Regions from separate parts of the Mus musculus genome. Here region 1 is linked to region 2. The links are chromatin contacts, called in public HiChIP or PLAC-seq maps. All regions are on one chromosome and are shown on one strand. The core of a region is the stretch at or near the end of the contact, and the rest is flanking DNA. Distances in the headings are between cores, read along the strand shown.

What was found. HiChIP or PLAC-seq counts read pairs in DNA pulled down with a chosen protein or histone mark.
Region 1: a contact with region 2 is called in an H3K4me3 HiChIP or PLAC-seq map of bone marrow-derived macrophages, with 7 times the contacts expected there. The contact joins two enhancer-like sites. A contact is called at or near these places in 1 of 484 Hi-C or Micro-C datasets (adipose-derived mesenchymal stem cells) and 2 of 115 datasets of contacts at active chromatin or transcription factors (bone marrow-derived macrophages and cardiomyocytes).

Annotation. Positions count from the first base shown.
Region 1 is chr13:6,236,324-6,242,572 of GRCm38.p6, forward strand. No RefSeq gene overlaps it. Among named protein-coding and RNA genes, the nearest start is that of Gm35615, 50 kb to the right of the region's middle. Within about 2 kb of position 4,723, at least 18 of the 459 cell types and tissues checked have an H3K27ac peak or open chromatin away from gene starts, as enhancers often do. A contact at or near this core is called in bone marrow-derived macrophages, where this site is marked.
Region 2 is chr13:5,938,251-5,944,577 of GRCm38.p6, forward strand. All of the region lies in intron 1 of Gm46401 (a long non-coding RNA gene), which reads left to right. Among named protein-coding and RNA genes, the nearest start is that of Gm46401, 26 kb to the left of the region's middle. Within about 2 kb of position 1,326, at least 25 of the 459 cell types and tissues checked have an H3K27ac peak or open chromatin away from gene starts, as enhancers often do. A contact at or near this core is called in bone marrow-derived macrophages, where this site is marked.

The DNA.
Region 1 (6,249 bases), core at 3,473-5,972, 300 kb after region 2:
ATTCTGATGTCTTTCCTGAGATTTGAGGTATATTTTTGAGAGCATGGGTATTGGCTGCTGGGTAGGTAGGGAGGATCTGGGAGGAGTTTCTGGAAGGGAAAACATGGTCAAAATATATTCTATGGAAAAAAGCATTTAAGAAGAGGAGGGGGAAGAAGAAAGAAGAAGAGGATCCGGAGGAGACGTCAGAAAATGACCATTATGCTAGATTTTGTGTTTCTGAACTTACACAACCCGAAGCACAGCCTTTCAGCTGCTGGAAGCTGTTAGGGTATTACACTGTACATTGAGCATCCCTTAGATGCTGTGCAGGAGAGTCCGTACTGTTACTCCTGCTGAGCAGGAAGCCAGCCCACATACCTTTGCATCCCGACCCTTTTCCTACATCCTTTAGCGTATCAGCTACCGCCCATGAGTCACTCAACAAACAGGTACAGAGGTCTTGTTCACTTTGTGGCTTAGGAGAACATTCCAGCGTCTCTGGTAAGGAAGACCAGAGTCTAACCCCAAAGTTTTAAATGGCTAGAATTACTAGTAGTGACTGAATGTTACGATGTTAAGATGGTATCTCAAGTTTCCTTCTAATGCACCTCGCTGCCTATTTCTACATAAATTTCTCCCTAAATTCCAGAAGATACCATGCTTCTGAGAAAAGTAGCCTAGTCTTGCAGGAAACTGCCACGTTTCCTGCTTCTTTTTATTAATCATTGTGTGGAAACAGAAAATAGCAAAATAAATAAGTACATAAATAAATAACCTCTCTGTTATGTCCTAGTTCAGCTCTGACCAGGAAAACTTTCATTATGAAAATGAGAGCATTGGGGAAAGTACATTGCTGTTAATTTTATTGTATTTCCAGGTTGGATGTCACTGCATACCTGTACTTTTACGGGCAAATCTTCTACAGTCATGCTTATAGAATAGGGCCAACTCTCATAATCAGGTCTGATTTGCCCTGTGAATCAGGAGAACATTCCAGAAGAACAAGAAGCTCCCAGGGGCTCTAACTACTCGGATAACTGGAAGACCAACTTAGCTGTGTGGTCAGTCCTTAAGTCCACATATTCCTTGAGTAAGGCACAGTTATGCAAGAGCTACAAAAGGACAAAATGTATACGACATAGAGTCATCCTTCTTCTCTTGCTAAGTGATGAAATGTTGACAGTGTTCTCTCCCACAATCTTGAAAGCCAATGATAGGTGTGGTTTTTAAGGGCAGGCAAGCTGTAAATCTACAGCACTACAGTAGGCATGCAGTGGGTACTGGGCATCTGGGCACCATCAGGACATAATTAACTCTCTGCAGAAGAGATGCAAGCTACCTCCTTCATTTCTAGAGACCAGACCTGAAATCTGGATGCAGATGAACTCTGTTAACTGTGATAAAAAGATGGAATATTCATCTCACCAGGAGGGGAAGTAGCTTTCTCATCCATCAATGCTTTATTCCTGAACAAAATTGAACTGCCAAACCTCAGTGTGTTAAAACAGTGATGTACCCCTTGATAAATGAAGAATGGAGGATTAGAGGTTTGGGTCTTCCAAACTGAGATGTCTCCCAAAGTTCAGATCCTCAAAATGTGACTATGTTTAATCATATGTTGAAAACTAAATGCAACTGTTGGCTGAGCTGAGGAAGTGTAGCTTGTAGAAGCTATAATGCCTTCCATTCTCTTACTACCCACCGCAGACATCACAGAGAATTTTTTTTTAAATTAGGTATTTTCCTCATTTACATTTTCAATGCTATCCCAAAGGTCCCCCATACCCACCCCCCCAATCCCCTACCCACCCACTCCCCCTTTTTGGCCCTGGCGTTCCCCTGTACTGGGGCATATAAAGTTTACAAGTCCAATGGGCCTCTCTTTGCAGTGATGGCCAACTAGGCCATCTTTTGATACATATGCAGCTAGAGACAAGAGCTCCGGGGTACTGGTTAGTTCATATTGTTGTTCCACCTATAGGCTTGCAGTTCCCTTTAGCTCCTTGGGTAATTTCTCTAGCTCCTCCATTGGGGGCCGTGTGACCCATCCAATAGTTGACTGTGATCATCCACTTCTGTGTTTGCTAGGCCCCGGCATAGTCTCACAAGAGACAGCTATATCTGGGTCCTTTCAGCAAAATCTTGCTAGTGTATGCAATGGTGTCAGCATTTAGAAGCTGATTATGGGATGGATCCCTGCATATGGCAATCACTAGATGGTCCATCCTTTCGTCACAGCTCCAAATTTTGTCTCTGTAACTCCTTCCATGGGTGTTTTGTTCCCATTTCTAAGAAAGGGTAAAGTGTCCACATTTTGGTCTTCGTTCTTCTTGAATTTCATGCGTTTGGCAAGTTGTATCTTATAACTTGGATATCCTAAGTTTCTGGGCTAATATCCACTTATCAGTGAGTACATATTGTGCGAGTTCCTTTGTGATTGGGTTACCTCACTCAGGATGATACCCTCCAGGTCCATTCTCACCTGAGGAATACCGAATGGCAGAGAAACACCTGAAAAAATGTTCAACATCCTTAATCATCAGGGAAATGCAAATCAAAACAACCCTGAGATTCCACTTTACTCCAGTCAGAATGGCTAAGATCAAAAACTCAGGTGACAGCAGATGCTGGCGAGGATGTGGAGAAAGGGGAACACTCCTCCATTGTTGGTGGGATTGCAAGCTTGTACAACCACTCTGGAAATCAGTCTGGTGGTTCCTCAGAAAATTGGACATAGTACTACCGGAGGTTCCAGCAATACCTCTCCTGGGCATATGTCCAGAAGATGTCCCAACCGGTAAGAAGGACACATGCTCCACTATGTTCATAGCAGCCTTGTTTATAATAGCCAGAAGCTGGAAAGAACCCAGATGCCCCTCAACAGAGGAATGGATACAGAAAATGTGGTACATTTACACAATGGAATACTACTCAGCTATTTAAAAAAATGAATTTATGGAATTCCTAGGCAAATGGATGGACCTGGAGGGCATCATCCTGAGTGAGGTAACCCAATCACAGAGAAATTCTGACATTTAATGGAATACTAAACACCCATTAAACACATATCCTCATTTTAGCAGTAAAGAATGTGCCCAAGATTTGAAGTCTACCTGTAACATGCCCCATACTCCAGTAGAGTAAATGATAGTCATAATAAGCAACCATGATTTCATCTCCTGTAAGCAGAACACCTAGACATTACTGTCAAAACTGGAGCCCCAGGTTGGCGAGTTGGCCCAGCAGGTAAGAGCACTGACTGCTCTTCTGAAGGTCCTGAGTTCAAATACCAGCAACCACATGGTGGCTCACAACCACCTGGAATGAGATCTGATGTCCTCTTCTGGTGTGTCTAAAGACAGCTAGAGTGTATTATGTATAATAATAAAGTAAATCTTTGGGTGGGAGCCAGCAGGGCTGACCGGAGGGAGCAGAGGTCCAAAACTATTCCCAACAACCACATGAAGGCTCACAACCATCTGTAAAACTACAGTGTACTCACATACATAAAATAAATAAATCTTAAAAAAAAAACCCAAAACCTGTAGTTCCTAGCATATGCTCGGGGGTTATCCTTCTCTGATAATTCCTCCTGGCTGTTCTGTGATTACTGCAAGCCCACTTGGAGCCTTTGCTCTCCAAGGCTAGGCTCCCCACCTCTTTTCCCCTGCCTACTGGTATCAGACATGACTCCAAGAAAGATGCTTTTAAAACTGGATTTACAGTTCACAAGACACCACTTTGCTTTATGGAATGCATAATTCACACGGCTTTCCTAACACACAATGAAGCAGGAATGCTTACTCACTGGACGACTCTAACTCTAACCAACTCTCACATATGTGTGATGCTTTTTGTCTTCTGAGAACACAAGATAGGAATCTAGAGTGTTTCATTGTGAGAGGCTGGGCATTAGCAACATAGGAGACTGTTCACCAGAGCCAACAGTTTGACCTCAACTGATTTCTCTGCTTCTCTATACTTCTTTTGGTGAAGCGTAGTCCATTGTCTATAAGGGCATTAAAGGAGGTTTCTATTGTCTGAAAGTCAGCTCTTTGTGAAGTAGAGTCTAACAACCACCCTAGTGGGGCCTCCCTATTATAAAACAAAGGAAGAAGAAATACAGAGCTTGTCCTCTCAAAACAACAACAACAAAAAATTAAGGCACCTAGAAACTAGAATCCAGGCCTGCTTCCCGTGCTAGGTCCTACTGGCCCACTAAAGACTATGAGTTCTTTTTAGGAAAACAAAGTATCTTGGTTGTCTGGCGAGGCCCTAACAAAGTACCACAGAATAGAGAAAGGTGATTTAAATGACACACATCTGTCTTCTCACAATACTGGAGCCTGGAAGTCTGAGGTCAAAGTTTCAGCAGGGTTGGTCCACAGTTAACTCTCTTTTCCTTGACATCTTTACACATGCTTGTCTCCCTTGGATGTCCATGTCTTAATCTCCTCTTTTTACAAAGACACCAGGAACACCAGATTCAGTCTAGTCCTAACAATCTCATTTTCCTTTAGTCATCTTAAGTCCAGCATGCTAATCTCTATGCCTAGTCACTTTTCTCTTTGTGTTTGGTCAAGACCACCCAGCATTCCAGTTTATCTCAGTGGATCATCATCTTCTGCAAGCAGAAAGAAAGCACCCAGAGGGTGAATTGAAGATTTCACACTAGGGATGACCTAAATAGATTATGGATGCCATTCAAAGCCAATAGGATCAGAGGTCAGCAACAGCAGGAAGCAGGCTGCAGTGCCACCTCGAGGGAAGGGAACAGAAGCTATTACTACGCCAGGGCATCAGGGATCCTTTGAGGGCTGGAGTATTAAGAAAACATGGACCAAGCTCAAGCAATTGAGCTTGGGTAGCACTTTCTACTTTAGTGACTACTTCTATGCTATTATTCCCGGGTACTGAAATCAGAAAGAAGTCAGGAAACCTAGGATAACAGTGTACCGGTTTCAGCACAGTATAAGGAAGAGAAAATATTCACTGGCAGATATATCAGAAGTTTCCACTTACTTCCCCCTGTACCAGATTCTATGCTGTGTGTTCTCAAGGGAGCACACAAATGCATGTGGTGTGAAAATGTGCAGGCATGCGTGCATTTGTATAATTTCATTGCTGGTCACAATCTCAGGACAGGTAAACAAGTTTAAGTTTCTTGTCCTAATGGGACTTATTGAGTATAGCTTACAAGTAGCAGAACCAGGATCCTAATACTGGTTAGTCAGTATTGCTCTGGCTCAAACTTAAAAAACAAAACAGTAGAGAGACCCTGGATCATGTGTGTATCTCTGCGGGAGTGTGTGAGTAACCAGTGCAGGATCTTCTGCCTGTGCTTTTGGCAGTGTCAGTAGCTAAGAATAGGAAGCTTGTTTGATACAATCTACTTCCTTTTTTTTTTTTTTTTCTTCATTTGGCTTTAAGAAGTTTTATTTTATTTTGCAAAGTAGCTCATGCTGCACAGGAGACAGATCAAGTTGAAAGTGCAATAATGACTCTGTCAGTCCTGAGCCCCAACATAGCATGCCTCACTGAGTGGTCGCTTCATTTAGAAGCCAAGATCAGAGATGGTAAGTCTACGCTTCAGAATTCAATCTCCTGACCCAGAGCATGAGACCACAGTGGCTGCAACTCCCCCAGCCACAGATTTTGCCACAACAAGAGATTACTTGATAGCAGCCTCATCAAATAAAACTGCCTGCCAAATCCTGGGCACAGTAGCTAGTGCACTGGCCCGTGCCTATCATATATGAACACAACCCCGAAATAAGGACATGAAGTAAACCATTGTCAAATGTCACCTGGGAGCTTCAGCTAACACAACATTTGCATTGTGATTCAAAAGGATATTCTAAATATGAGTCTGTCTCTTCCCCTCCTGCTCCTCATCTTTCCTTCCTTCTCTTCCTGATTCTCAAACTCGTCTTCCTTCCTGCTGGTCCCCTTCCTCATTTTCCTTTTCCTCCTTCCCATCCTCTGTTCTTCCATCCCTTCCCATCTTCTCCACCTGCTTCTTTTGAACCTCTTAGTCCTCTCCTTCCTCCTACTGCTCCTCTCCGTCTTCCCTTTCTACTTCTGGAGTCATCCTACCACTGTAAAAACACCATCTGAAATTCAGATGTGATCTCTGAGAAGCTGACTATAGAAGTAGGGGATGGTCAGCCTCTTTCTGAATAGGAAACCACCCCACACTATTGTGGCAATTTCAGAGATTGAAGTATGTCCAATAAATTCCCAAGGTCACTTAGACAGAGCCACGCA
Region 2 (6,327 bases), core at 76-2,575:
TGCTCCAGCAATCTGCTGCCATCTCTCTCTCTCTCTACAACTACAAGACCAAATAAACCATCGCTTCTATAAGTTGTCTTGGTAATGATGCTGAATGACAGCAACAGAGAAGTAGTACACACTCATACACACAAATTATACAGGTTTGCTGTCGTGAAGCAAATATGGACACTCATACACAAATTTACAAAAACATGTCCACACAATATACAGATGCCAGCATCATATATACCTACATATGCATGTATACAAACATGAACATGGACAATTGAAGGAAGAGGAGCAAGAGAAGGAGGAGGAGGAGGAGAGTGATGAATAAAAAGAAAATGTGGACACGAATAAAGATGTGGAGATGGAGGGAAACTTGAGTAGCTCTGACACGCAGAGTTCATTCCTCATGTTCTTAAAAGTAGGAAACTGAATGCTGGTCTAAGTCACTCAAATTCCTTTCCTCACGTTTGGTTTAGATTTATTCTGTTTAGGTTTAATTATCCCCTTACCTGTTGGTGAGTAAAAATGCCTATCCCAAGAACATTCTAAATTGATACATGAAAAAAAATGTCTGCCAGAATATGTACACTATGAGAAGTTCTTTTCTTGTAATGAGAAGTAATGGACATGTGTTTTCTCATATTCCCCTTAGACATCTATGAATGGGCGTGTTTGATCTCTGCCTCCTAGACAGACTCTTCTATGTATGACTGGAGCAAAAGGAGGATACAGAGTTTATGTTCTTGTTTGCTTGGTGTGTTGTTTTGTTTTGTTTTGTTCTGTTCTGTTTTTGTAGCAACTAGTTGCAGGCAAAACCCAACAAAGTAGACATTGTCACTTAGAGGCACAGGCCTTGTGGAAGACAGGGTCTGTCATCGATCCAGGTGAAATCCATCCTTTTTTATCACCCTATTTTTTTTTCCATTCAGTGGTGAGTTTAACCTTCAGATGCTCTTAGTTAGGGATGACATTTGGTCTTCTATTATTATAGAAAATTTTAAAACAACTTTTTGTGAGGAATAGTGTCTCTCCTGAGATAACTTTATGGAACAAAAGACGTTGAGAAAACCTGGATGCTGCAATTAACAGCAAATTACAGGGGTGTTGTTCCGAGTTTTCATTCTCTAGAATTTACACCTAGTTGTCTTCTTGTTATTAGATGAATGGATTTGTTTTTTATTTATATGGGTGCCAGAGAAGTGAAGCAATAATATGTTTTAGAAACAGCAGGCAGGATGAACTTTTAAAGTCTGTCGTCACTTACTGCTGCATCCTGGAAACCTTCAACTGATAGAGCCTCTCACTTCCCTTTCCAGTCTGAAGCTTCTCTGTGAGCTACAGAAGAGGGGAAGATTAGTGGCGGTTACGTTGTGACTATGTCTTCCTCTTTACTCATTTTATGAATCCAGTATTCATCTACTTAGTCACTCAAGAATATGCATTCTTTAGATTTTTGAACATGTGTCATTTTTAAATTTGGATATATAAATATTAAAATACCCATTTACTATAGTGTTCATAATATATATGATAGTACTGATAAACAGCATACATTGTTTCAATATCTGATTAAAATATATGTGCTAAATATTATGACAAAAAAGGAGAGTTCACCCTTCTATATATTTATTTTTGTTTATTTTACATCTTAAAATGAAGCTATCCATTCAGTACATTGATCTCTATTATGTTACACCTTATATTTCCTTCCTTTCAAATATTGTAAATTTCTATTACATGAGCGTGGTAAGACTCTAGCATGGTGGGTAAACACGATAATCTACTGCTGTGAACAACACATCACGGCTTTATTAGCATGAAAACTGACAGCAACCGTTTTCGAGATTATTGAGGCTTGTGGAACTGATGATGTGTTGTTGACTGAGAAGTGTTGACTTTGATTTTTGAAACACTACTTTAAATCATGGTACTTACATGCTTTAACCTCCCTTAAGCTAGCCCACCACCCACCAGAAGTAGTGGGAAAGAAAGGTAATTAAGATGCTGAGGGTCCCTGTTCCCAATTCGGTTTTGATTGGTTAATAAAGTTACTAACAGCCAATGGCCGGGCAGGGAGACAGAGGCAGGACTTTTAGTTTTCCCAGACAAGGGACTAAGGGAAGAAGGAGTGGAATCACCATGATGGGGAAGCAGAGAAATCAGACTTAAGAGTTGCAGGAGAAAAATCATCCAGCCATGTAAGAGTTGGGGGGAGTGGCCACTGGGTCTGGGGGGGAGCAGAGATGAAATAAAGATTTAAGTATTAACTCAAGAATATTGGAGGGGGTGTGTTAGGCACACGGAGGCTCAAGACTGGCACAGCCATTCTAGCCACTAAGCTAGTTAAGACATAAAAAAAAAAAAGAAAGAAAGAAAGAAAGAAAGAAAGAAAGAAAGAAAGAAAGAAAGAAAGAAAGAAAGAAAGAAAGATAGATATTGGGGAAGTGGACCTATTTAGAAATTATTCTTTGGAGCAAATCCAATCTGTGTTGTCAGGAAATCAGCAGTTTAGTTCACAGGAATCAGCAGCGGCAGCTCAATGCACTCGCAAATACTTCACGAATACAACAGCAGCCCGGTTCAGGAGCGTCAAGATAGGAAACAGCAATCAGCAGCAGAGGCACGACTCAACAGAAACAGCCAGGTCTCTGCGGAACCAGCATTTGTCAGTGGGAGTGACAGGGACCAGCAGGGACACCAGAAGATCTCTGCTGTACTTCTCTCAATGAAGCACAGATCAGTGAAAACCAAGATGTGATACCAAAAAGCATTGTAAAGCCAGCTAGGCAAGCTTCTCTCACAGTCTGTTGAGTTCTAGCTATACGCCCTCCAAACATCATGTGTCCTTCCGTGGGTCTTGCCTCAGTACGTGAGTTATGAGTCTATATCCGCTGACATCACTCCGTCAATCTGCTCAAGTCTGTGGAAGAGACAAAAGGCCACCAGAATACCACGAGAAATTGTTTTAGAGTGTTTCTCTCTATGAAGGCACAGAGCCCTTCATCACCTGTTCTTTCACGTGCTTCCTTTAGAAAAACATCTTTATAGTTTTATCTGCTTCAGCAAAACGTACCTTCACCTGTATCTGCTTCAGCAAAAGATTATCTGACGTAACTGACTTTCCTAACAAACCAGAATTTTCCACCTCAGGTATGGATCTATACCTCTAAACATGACACTCTTTCATAAGATACACACCCAGGCAGCCACTATCCCTGCATTTGGCACAGAAGAATCTTAGAGTATGAATCTTGTGGTTCCATATCTCTGTGATTTTTGAGAACATGTGTCATGCAAAGCTGGTATCTGCTTCTGAGAAAGACTGCTAAATAATGTTGGCTGGTGTGTCTGAAGTCAGTGAAAAAAATCTTCTCTAGAAGCACAGATTCATTCTCTCTCTCTCTCTCTTTCTTTCTCTCTCTCTCTCTCTCTCTCTCTCTCTCTCTCTCTCTCTCTCTCATAAAACATCCACAAAGGATTCATACTGCAGAAACATCAAGACTACAGTAACATCATTTATCATTTTGCATAAAATATGAAAGATGTTTGAAAATGGACATTCCAAAGTAGATAAAACTTTCAAACAATTTAAGTTCTAAAATTGCCTCTGACTCTTACATGCATCAGTTTCCCTACCCTATGCTAAGAGGGAAAATTTTTAAAAGTAGGTTTATTCTTTGTCATTGCCTCAAGTATACAAAAAATTGGACAGTAAACCCCAAGTCAATTTCTGCTACTACATTATTCCCAACACTAGTATTTTTCCCAAACCATAAATAAAGGTTCTGCTATTTTCAATGTAGCTAAGAAAAAGTTGAGAGATAATTTAACAAGACTCATGTTATATCAGTTCTATCTTTTCCATTTTTTTTTTCATTTCTTGTAAGGTAACAGCCAAACCTGTCACCTTGTAAAAGGACTCATACCAGAGCTAAGATGAGAAACTTAAACAAAGGTAGGGTTTCTGTTGAAGACTCATAAGCATATAGGAGCCCAAGGCAGCTACAATGAGCAATGCTAATTATAGCAGGAGCAAGGAAGAATTCCTGAGATCATTAGGGGTTGGGAAAAAGGTCTCTTCATAGGAAGCAAATTAGACAATTATGGCTATGGAATGGGATTCGGGAGAGTTTCATTTCTGCCTTTCAGAATAGACAAAGCGTGTGCTAGTGTCTGAGACACACCTTAGCTGTGGTCAAAAGCGCCCACTGATGACCTGCTCTGCCACAGACAAAAAGCAATTTCACAAAGATTCAGACGAACTCCGGCAACCTGACTGCATGCTGGAACAACGGCCAACAAACTCTAGAGAATGGAAGGTTCACAATGCCTAGCTTCTAATCAAAACTCACTAGGCAGAGAAAGCTTAAGGGAAACACAAAATGTTATCTGGAGAGAATGAGCTGATACAGCAGAAATACCGTAGAGTGATAGATAGGAGAGAAAAACTCAAAACAGCCCTATCAATCCTTAAACATGCTAAGAACTGAAAAGGAAAACACACACAGGAGGAGTAGGAGGCACAGAAAGAGCAAGGTGAATCTTCTAAGTATGGAACACATTATCTGGAGGCAGTTTGCAGTCTCTGGCGGATGACAGGATTTATTCGTTAAAATAGTTTTGAAAATTGGGAATAGCTTATTTCTATCCAATGCACTGTGAATACATACACCTCCATGGCAGACTCACCTACCTCTCAAACAGCACAATCAGTACTGGGGCCATTTATGAACTTTGACCATCACCTACTACCAAAAGAGACTTCTCTGATAGAGGTTGAAAACTGCTGCTGTCAACACATGGAAACTCGTATCTTTGGAAGGCAGTTTACTGGATGATCATTGGGAAAAAAACATCAGTGGCCGTCAAAGGGTTTGGGATTCCTTCCTCACAGACCTCACAACCATTCTGGTTATATCCAGAAAATTATGCCACTACTGTATTAATGATATTGGAAGATAATACCTCTCCAACGTTGTAGTTTTAAGGCTAGAGATTCTAATATAACAACAACAACAACAAACGGAACTCACTCAAATTGCTGCTAACATTGCTGCCTAATAAGGCATAACCTTTCCATTTTCCAAATGCTTGTCTTCTTTTTCCCTAGAAAACCCTAGATCTCTAGGACTGTTCTCTTAAGGTAGGAGGACGAAGCCTCATGGGCATTATTGTTGTAAATATTTAATGTCAGAGTTTTAGGAATAGTGCAAGCATAAATCACAACAGACAAAACAGTTCCTCTCGTTTCCCATCCTTGAAATTCAGTAATAACTAATTTGGTGACATTTTATCCTCAATCATCTTATATATATATCCTCAATATATATATATATATATAAAATCTGGACTATCATAAACCCACATCTAATCCCTCATGGTGTGCACATGTATCTACATCCATGTCATGTGTGCTCACAAGTATTTTGCATGTATGTTGTGTGAAAATATGTTCTGTGTTAGGCCTGAGACATGAAAGCTGAAAATATATGCCCATGGTATGCCCATGCAAATTGTGTGTGTTCATATGAATGCTGAACTACACTTACATGCTGCACTGTGCTTGTCTGTTCATGCGCATGTACATTACTGTGTTTGTGTGTATGTATGGTGCAGGCTTGTGTGTGTAGGTATATTTTTTGTCGTGCTTATATTTGTCTGTGCATGTATTTGCATGCATGTCTATCTGTGTGCTGCACATTGAACATGCATGTATTGGGTATATGTACACACACAGATGTCCTTTTGCATGCATGTGGAATGCATACACATTAAATTCTCTCTCTTGCCCCTGAAGCCTGCTCTGCAAATCACACTTTCATCTTTATCTTCTTGCTACATCCAAGATGCAGGGCTTTTGTGGGAGTCAAACTAGTATCATTCCTTGATTCCCTCTGCAGAACTGGCCGTCTTTCATCATTTATCCTTGTTTACTGTTTGTGGGGCATGTGAAAGATGAACTGACATTTGTTTTGCCCATAGTCATAAAGGACAGTAAAAAATAATTAGATTTTGAATACAGAACAACTAACCTTGAGCAAACATCTAGCAACATTCACTCCTATGCTTATAGCCAAGTACAGTAAAAAGGACAGAATATAGCCTTTCCAGTTTAAGCAGGGAAAAAAAATGTTCCATAGCACTGAATGCAAAACAATGCAGGTAGTTTATGTTTTGTTTACTTTTGTTTTAAAAACTGAATCTAATTCCTCTCAGTGCCAGTTGTGATTCAAATGATATTTTCTGATAAATGATATTTTCTGATAAATACTAGATTTCCTCATCGACCCAGATGGAGGCTTTATGTTCCTTTAGTTTGGTTTACTTTAAAAATAT